Linked DNA regions of Mus musculus: region 2 is linked to region 1. The links are chromatin contacts, called in public HiChIP or PLAC-seq maps. All regions are on one chromosome and are shown on one strand. The core of a region is the stretch at or near the end of the contact, and the rest is flanking DNA. Distances in the headings are between cores, read along the strand shown. Region 1 holds the start of H2-Q1 (histocompatibility 2, Q region locus 1). Region 2 holds the start of H2-T24 (histocompatibility 2, T region locus 24).

Region 1 (4,396 bases), core at 690-3,189:
TCCCTCTCACTCCAGCCCTGGATTGCAGTAGACCCTGTCTCTCAGAGTCCAAGTCCTGATTCACTGGGGGGGGGGGGCACTGTAACTTGTGGGGGGCAGAGGAAGAGCAGGAGGCTTCTGGGTGTTTAGTTCTGACAGGAAACACTCTAAGTTCACAGGAATCTCTCCTTTAATGAGAACCCTGATTTAACTTGTCAAATTATCCAGGTTAGCAGCCTTCCCTGGCACCTGTGTAGACTGATACACATGATAATACAAGGGCAGGGAGAAACAGGATCATTCCAGTGCAGACAAAAGATGACTACAAGCAAAATAATGCCTTCCACAAAAAAAAAAAAGTAAGGAAAAAAGAAAGAAAGAAGAAAAAGAAAAGAGAGAAAAAAAGAAAAAGAAATTCCATGATTTATATTCCTCCAGGGTTCCCAATAAGGCCTCATGTGACCATTCACCAGTGTAGGAATAAAGAGAATTGGGTTGTCGAAGGGGTGCAAACCCCACAGACAGGGAGGGATCTGGGAGAATGTATTCTTTAGAAAATTCTAGAAACTGGGGCAACCAGCCTAGTGTAGGGGAGTCCATGTCAGGGAAAGGAGACTTCCGGTCCTGAGGTGTAAGGACTGACACACTCAGCAGGACAGGAGTCAGTGTCCACACACAGTGGGTGTGGGCAGAGAACCCAGCCTGGGAGAGGCCATGGCTGACAGAGGCTACAGGGGAACTGAAGGGAGCAGCTGTTGTTACCTCAGGGAAATTCTCTCCTTCCCTCCTGAGACAGCCTGGGCACTGTCCAGGGAGAAGCCTGAGCCCTGGGAGAGTCAGTGCAGTCACTGTGATGAGGGATCAGGAGACCCAGGGACACTGTCTCCCCTCTGAGACAGGGGCATCACCCCAGCTGAGGGTTTCTTCTTCCCCAGGACTGAGCCCCAGCCAGAGACCTGTGCGCAGCAGCATCTCCTTCCCGAGCTCCAGGTATCTGTGGAGCCACATCAGGCACTTGCCCTCCAGGTAGGTCCTGTGTTTCTCAGCAGCACCAGCCTGCTCCCACTTGCGTCGGGTTTCCTGAGCTGCCACATCTGCTGCTGTCCAGGTTTCCAGGTCTTCATTCAGGGCGATGTAATCAAGGCCATCATAGGCGAACTGCAGGTACCCGCTTTGAAGGCGCCCATCTGACCCCAGATCACAGCCAGACAACTTCTGGAAGGTGTGAATGCCTGCAGGAACCCTGGGTCAGCGCCTCGCTCCCCCGGCCCCGCCCACGCGCGACTCCACAGAACTGAAAGGGAATCCGGTCCCGGGTCAGTTCTGCTCCTGAACCTGGGACTTGAGAAGCAGGAGGTCTCTGGCCCCTGTGTAGGGACGTCGAGGGGTCGTGACCTCCGACCAGGGGTCACTCACCGCCCTTGCTCTGGTTGTAGTAGCTGAGCAGGGTGCTCAGGCTCTCTTGGAATCTCTTCTCACTGCCCTTGACTCTCCGTGTGTTCCGTTCCCAATACTCCGGCCCCTCCTGCTCCATCCACGGCGCCCGCGGCTCATATCTCGGATTCTTCGCGTCGCTGTCGAAGCGCACAAACTGCGTGTCGTCCACGTAGCCGACAGAGATGAACCGGGGCTTCCCGAAGCCGGGCCGGGACACCGAGGTCTCGAAATACCGCAGCGAGTGTGAGCCTGGGGGCGGCGCGCGGTGAAACTCGGACCTCCTCCCGAGACTCCCGGCGGTCCGTGGTCCGAGAGGGGAGCAGGGCGCGGGACGTGGGTGGAGAAGGGGCGGAGGGTCTGGTGGGCGACGCGGGGACGCAGCATCCCAGGTGCCGGCCGCGACCCTCTTCTCAGAGCCCGTTTCTCTTCGGACCCCGCACTCACCCGCTCCGGTTTTGGTCAGGGTCAGGGCGGCTGCCAGCAGCAGGAGCAGCCTTCCCAGTGCCATTGCCCCATCTGGAATACAGGGCATCTGAGGCCCTCGAGCTGCGTGGACTTTATAACCAGCGCCCACAGAGTAGCTGGTTGGTTCCCCAGGATCCTGCCACCCAATGGACCTGCCAGATAATTCCTGCTACCTCAGGAGGTCAGAGAGGGCATCAGATCCCCAGGAGCTATAAAGTGGTGCTGCTCCAGGGCAAGGGAGGGGCAGGAGCTGAGCTGCAGGAGAGGGTGGTGTCTGCAGGGAACAGAGTGAGGCCCTTGTGCAGCTGTGTCTTAGTGAGGGTTTCTATTGCTGTGATAAGACCCCATGACCAAAAGCAACTTGAGGAAGAAAGGGTTTATTTCAGTTTACACTTCCACATCTCAGTCTATCATTGAAGAGATTCAGGGCAGGAACTTGAGAGAGGATTCTAAGTGGGAACTGAAGCAGAGAGAATGGGGACCAGTGCTAATAGCTTTGTAGCTCATGGCTTGCTCAGCCTGCTTTCTTATACAATCCCTGATCACCAGCCAAGACCACCTGCAGTGGGCTGAGCCCTTCCATACTGATCATTAATAATAATTTTAAAAATGCCTTATAGACTTTCCCAAAAGCGTCCTGGATGGATGCAATTTCTCAATTCAGGATCCTCTTCTTATATATGTCTCAGTTGGTGTGGAGTTGACAAAATGCAAACAGCACAGCCTCCTGGTGCAGGGTCACTCAGTGAGAGCTGAGGGAGGAGGATGTGTGAGTTCCTCCCTCTGAGCTGAGCCAGGGACCTGCCCTGTGGATGGAGGCCCCATGGAAAAACAGTTGGAATGCAAGGAATGGGAGCACAGTGGGGTCCAACTCCATTCCTGCCCCTCAGTCTGAGGACATTTCTCTCCCTGCCTGTGTTTGACAATATTGATATAACCTCGGGAGGGACTGATAAAGTCAGTGCAAGGGAGGAGATGGGGAGAGAAATAGGGACAGTTTATTACCTCAGAACAGGGTAATCTGATTTGGGGGAGACTGAGGAGAGGTAGGTAGGTAGTTTACAGATAGATATATAGACATTCATATAGACACAGAATTAAAAAGGAATGAGAAGTGCTCTTCCACACTTTGGACATTGACAATTTCCCTTCGTGCTCAGACTTCTTGCAGTTTTAGGTCCTGCTCCAACAGACACCTGCCCAGCTGGGGAAACATTCAGGGCTGACCCTGTGGGCTTGTTAGAGTTCTTGCATGGATCAGAGAACCATGAGGTTTTGCAAAGGTCACACAACACAACAGACTTCATGTGAGAGATTTATTGTGGGTGGGTAGTGAGTATGGAAGAGAAAAAGAGGGGGCTGTGGAGACCTGAGCTGGATAAGGATACACAACTTGTGGCTACAGTAGAAATGTGTCACATTTGGTGGCTGGTGATGATGTGGCTTCTGGAACTGAGAGGCTGAAAGCAGGCTGGTTCTGGAATGTGGGTGGTCATTGGTTGACAGACATCCCTTCTTCTTATTTACTATATATGGTGAGAAAATAGGAAGGGGTGTCTGGTGAAGCAGAAATGGGGTTACTGAGCTCTTTAGAATCCTCCTGTTGTCTTGGGGGAGGTGTCACTATCTTTGGGGACCCAAGAAAGCTGGGATGCTGGGTAGGTTCAAAAAAAGCATGCTGTTCCCTCACTGTCCAGGCTCTGCAGGACCACCTGCAGCTGGGGAATGCAGATGCATCTTTCAGTTGAACCATCATGGGGCAGGTGCTTTGAAGCTGTGTCTGGCATGCAGAGGTTGAGGAAACACCTGGAGCTAGCATTTTACTGAAACCTATCTGTATATATAAAGATCAGAAGGTAATGTTAAGGAGGCTAGAATAATTTTTTTCTTTAGGATTAATGTTTTAAACCCATAGGCTTATTAGTTGGGGGTGGGGCATCCCAAGACCACAGAAAAGGAGAGGATAACCCCACCCTTAGGACTAAGCTGAACAGGCAGGAGATGAAACAGGCTGTTGATTGACAGTTCTTATCTGGAGTCCATTTGACCTGTGGGAAGTGGATTCAAGTAGATTCTTTGAAGCTTCAAAGAATTTTAAAAGTTTACAAAATGAGATAAATTTTAGACATGTAAACATACCACTGTGGATTCTGTGCTGAACTTCACATTGTAAAAACGGCAGCAGACTCATGCCTTTGAGTCTTAGTAAAAGCTTGTGGACTCCAAAAGTGGATTTGGAGGTAAAACCACGAAGATTCCTACCTCTATCCAGAACACAGGGTGCATAGAGATTGGACAGATGTTTTTAGCTCAGTGAGAAGCACTTTTAAGTCTATTCTTAGAAGACAACCATAGGAAATTCATAATCTTGAGCTTGTAACTATAATAGCAATTATTGATTATCATAGATAGATCAATAACTCATCAGAACTCCATTGATGAATGTTAAAACTCTGAAACTTTTAGATCTTAATGTAACAATAGCATAGAGAGGAAAGATCTGAAACATTTTTCA
Region 2 (4,393 bases), core at 1,370-3,869, 700 kb before region 1:
TTCTGTAGGTAAAGTGTTTGCTTTGAAGCCTGACAGTGACCTGCCAAGCTTAAGACTGCAGCCACTGACTCCCCTGGCACTTGAACAGGCCTGGTAGGATTGGATGGAGGCTAAGACAGCCCCTACCTGTCTCCTCTCTGCCAAGGAAGGCAGGAAGGGTCCACAGCCAGGAGGCATCTTCAAACTCTCTTTGAAGACCTGGAACGCCACCATGTAAAGATCAAAGTGTCCTCAGACCTCTCCATACACGCTATAGCACACAGGCAACACAACCTCCATTACCAACACAACAGTAATAAAATCGAAACAACAACAACAAAAAAAATTAAAAACCTAACCAGTCAGTCTTGTTCTGCAGCGGGGTAAGAAAGACCAAAACCTAACCCAAGTTACAAGAAAGATAGTGATGGCTACTCAAGACAAGGCCTTCAATCAAACTCAAAGCCCACTGATATGGCTGGCCAGCTTGCTCTGGGGAACCCCATGTCCACCTCTGGAGTTTAGAGTTACCTGCAGGCTGACATACTCATCTAGTTGTTAGCATTGAATTTTATCCCAGTTGGTTCCTGACAGTTCTTCCATGTTTGTATTCCTCTGTTCTGTGTAAGAACCCAGTAACCTCTTTGTACCTAGCCGGTGTGTCACCCAACTTCCCTATTTTCTTCTGTATAAAAAGTTTGATGCTCGATTTGACAAATTACATTCAGATCCACACTCCCTTGTGTCGAGTCTGTCTGTCAATTTCCGCCTACTCCTTGCCCACCTGCACTAGAGACTTGTTCCACGCAGACAAGGGACCAAGAGGGTCTGCGGCACTCGAGCATGCACATGCTCTTGCACGTGTGAGTTTATGTGCGCCATAACTGCAGGTGCCTGTAGAGGCTAGATGAGAGCAATGGATCCCTTGACTGGAGTCACATATGGTTGGGAGCCTCCTGATGGGCATGCTGGGAACCAAACCTGGGTCCTCTGCAAGAGCAGTTAAGCGTTAAGCCATCTCTATCTCTCCAGCCTCTAATTAAACTTTTTCCTTTTTAAGATTTATTTATTTTATGTATGTGAGTACACTGTTGCTGTGCTTCAGACACACCAGAAGAGGGCACTGAGTAGCATTACAGATGGTTGTGAGCCACCATGTGGTTGCTGGGAATTGAACTCAGGACCTCTGGAAGAGCAGTCAGTGCTCTTAACTGCTGAGCCATCTCTCCAGCCCCTAATTAAACCTTTTAATAATTTTTTTTTTCTTAGCACACAAAGTAATGGATTTAGCTGCAGCAGCACTCCAATGCACAATTATCATTCCACTTGGTTCTCTTTTACCCCATCTTTCCATCTTCACCCTCCCTGGTTGTATGTGGGACAGCTTACAGAATAAGGGCACTGAGCACTCTTGCCAGGCCATTGGCTAGGCTGGTAGCTAGCAAGCCCCAGTGATTCCCTCTTCAACACCCCCAGCACTCAAGTCACTGATGTGGCCAGAGGTAGCTGTTTACAGGGGTGCTTGAGATTTGAACTCAGGTCCTCATGTTTGCACAGGGCACAAATTGCTCTTCCAGAGAACCAGACTCAATTTCCTGAATCCATATCTGGTGGCTGACAATCATCTCTGACTCCAACTCCATGGTAGCCAATGCCACATCCTTGGATGCCCACCCAAATGTGGCACACATTCACGCACACACTGTGGTAGTTTGAATATGCTTGGCCCAGGAAGTGGAACTATTAGGTGGTGTAGCCTTGTTGAAGGAAGTGTGTCACTGTGAGGGTGGGCTTTGAGACCCTTCCCCTGGCTGCCTGGAAGACAGTATTCTGGTGCCCATCACAAGATATAGAGCTCTCAGCTCTATCTCCAGCACCATGCCTGCTTTCATGCTGCCATGCTTCCTGCCTTGATAATAATGGACTGAACCTATGAACCTGTAAGCCAGCCCCAGTTAAATGTTATCCTTTGTAAGAGTTGCCTTGGTGTCTCTTCACAGAAATGGAAACCCTAAGACTAAGACACACACACACACACACACACACACACACACACACACACCAGTTAAAAATAAGATGAATCTTTTTTTCTAAAAGAAAATAACAGAAACTACCTAATGAGAAGGAAACAGAAAGCAACAGGCACACTACACTAGAACAGTGGATGCCTTGTCTGGAAGGCTCTTGATGCTTTAGGTAATTACACTGAAATGACTGCAGTTCCACAAAGATACAAGTTAGCTAACTACCCAGCAGTAGAAAAGTGCTACAGTTTCGGTTTCGACTTCCCAGCTTCATCACTTCCCCACCCCCACCCCGCAGGAAAGCGCTGAAGTCTGACAGACTGACAGTGGGGCGGGGCGCTGAAGTCTAACACTGTTAACTGCCCCAAAGCCCAAAGTAAACAAGCTGAAACTCCTGGAAAAGAGTCAGAAATGTCATACAGAGGGCTCACTCCCCCTAGGGGCACTAGCCTGCAAGCCAGCAGACCCATATCCAGAAAAGAAAGCCTTCATCCTAGTGGGAAGCTCTGCAGGAACCCCTAAAGCTTGAAACTGAACCAGCCTTATCTGTTAACAGGCTTCACCCCACCCCCACCCCCACCCTATTGGTTTCCGCAGGCAGTCGCGACTTCTCTAAAGTCTAGTTTCTCAGGACAGTGGAAGCTTAAAGCTTGATCCTGACACCATGTGGGCTCTTATCTTCTGGCTTCTGAGTCACCCCCAGGACGGCGGAGCCCGTAAGTAGGGTTGTGTGCTGGGTAAATTTAAGACCGGAAAACCTCCAACCTCGAACCTTGGGCCATTTTGCAGAAGACTAGGTTTCAGTTAGTAGCTCTGTCTTCAAACTTGCTATGTAGACCAGGCTGGCCTTGAACTCAAAGGAGTTGGGACTAAAGGCATGCACCGCCAAACCAGCCCTTTCCTTACATTCTAATGTGGTTTTGAGTATTTGCTTGTATGTGTGCATAACATGCCAGAGGTCAGAAGAGGGCATGAAGCTCCCTCCAGCTGGTGCTCAGAACTATACCACAGTCTTCTGGAAGAACAGTAAGTGCTCTTAACAGCTGGGCTGCCTTCCCTACTTCTGCGAACTACATGTTTACTTATAAAGTATACACTGTGCACACTGTTGTGTAAATTTATCCATATGCATGTTTGTGTGTGCTCATGTGTAGCCTGCAACCCATAGTATAGCCCAGATGTGGAGGTCAGAGGACAACCTAATTTGGATCAGGTCTCCTTCCACCATATGGGTGGCAGCAGGTGCCTTTACTAGCTGAGCAGTCTGTCTCCCTGGCATCATCATTTGTTAAAGTCCTGGTTCTTTCTGCCAGCCCCATGCTCCTGGACATAAGATTCAGGCTCAAATTATATTTACAAATACCTTGGCCATATAGCTAGGCTCTACTCTGACTAGATTATAACTAAAAAATACCCATTTATTTTAAGCTGCATTTTGCCACGTGGCTGATTACTTGTGCTCAGGTACCACGTGTCCATGTGTCTGTCTCCTCACCTTTTTCCAGGCTCCTCTCTCTCCCGGACTCCTCCTCTCCCAGAATTCTTTCTCCTCCCAATGTCCCACCTCTATTTCCTGCTTAAGCTGTAGGCTTTTAAATTGACAGGTAAGGCATCCACAATACACAAGATGATCTCTCTACAGTCATTATCATTATCATCATCATTAATAATAATTATTGTATTATAGGATTCTATTTATGTGACCCTCAAATTCATGATCCTCCTGCCTCACACATACATGTATAATTATGTATTTCTGCTAGCTGGTTATAATGGTTGATTTCGTGTGTCAATTTGACTAGAACACAATATTCAGTTGAAATGGAGCTGGATATGGCATCTCACACCCATGATCCTGTAATCATTTGGAAGACTGAGTAGGAAGATTACTGAGTTCTAGGCAACCCTCCACCCAACCCCAGAAAAATAACTACTGTAGATATTTCAGGATGTGAGTGGCTTCCTCGTCCTCCTAAACAGGGACCACCCAGGGCAACCTGGAAATCCTGCCTGGGTGTGTATCCACTGTGTATCCACTGATAAAGACAAAAGCCAGGAGGCAGAGGCTGAGGACTTGGAAGGCAGGCGGATCTCTCTGAGTAAAGGACAGCCTGATCTACAGAGTGAGTTCCAGGACAGCCAAGGCTCCCCACAAAACAAAACAACAACAACAAAATGCAGTTCAATACACACTAGAATTTGATACAATACAATGAAATCTTATTTGGCTATAAAATGAAATTCTATGCCCTTTTTAAGCAAAATTAAATTATGATATTGGGAGAGATGGATAAAACTGAAAGAAGCAAACCTCAGAAAGACAAATATACATCTTGTCTCTGGAACTCCAGTTTACAATTATTATTATTTTGTATGTGCTGAGTATAATG

What was found. HiChIP or PLAC-seq counts read pairs in DNA pulled down with a chosen protein or histone mark.
Region 2: an H3K4me3 HiChIP or PLAC-seq map of stem cell-derived neural progenitor cells shows a contact between it and region 1, with 5 times the contacts expected there. The contact joins the promoter of H2-T24 here to the promoter of H2-Q1 in region 1. A contact is called at or near these places in 2 of 115 datasets of contacts at active chromatin or transcription factors (embryonic stem cells and stem cell-derived neural progenitor cells).

The regions. Positions count from the first base shown.
Region 1 is chr17:35,318,090-35,322,485 of GRCm38.p6, reverse strand. H2-Q1 (histocompatibility 2, Q region locus 1) reads right to left here and starts at 1,939. Exons shown (of 8, transcript NM_010390.4): 1 at 1,861-1,939; 2 at 1,396-1,665; 3 at 936-1,211. The coding sequence starts at 1,924.
Region 2 is chr17:36,018,786-36,023,178 of GRCm38.p6, reverse strand. H2-T24 (histocompatibility 2, T region locus 24) reads left to right here and starts at 2,619. Exons shown (of 6, transcript NM_008207.3): 1 at 2,619-2,719. The coding sequence starts at 2,668. The region is part of intron 1 of A930015D03Rik (RIKEN cDNA A930015D03 gene); the gene reads right to left.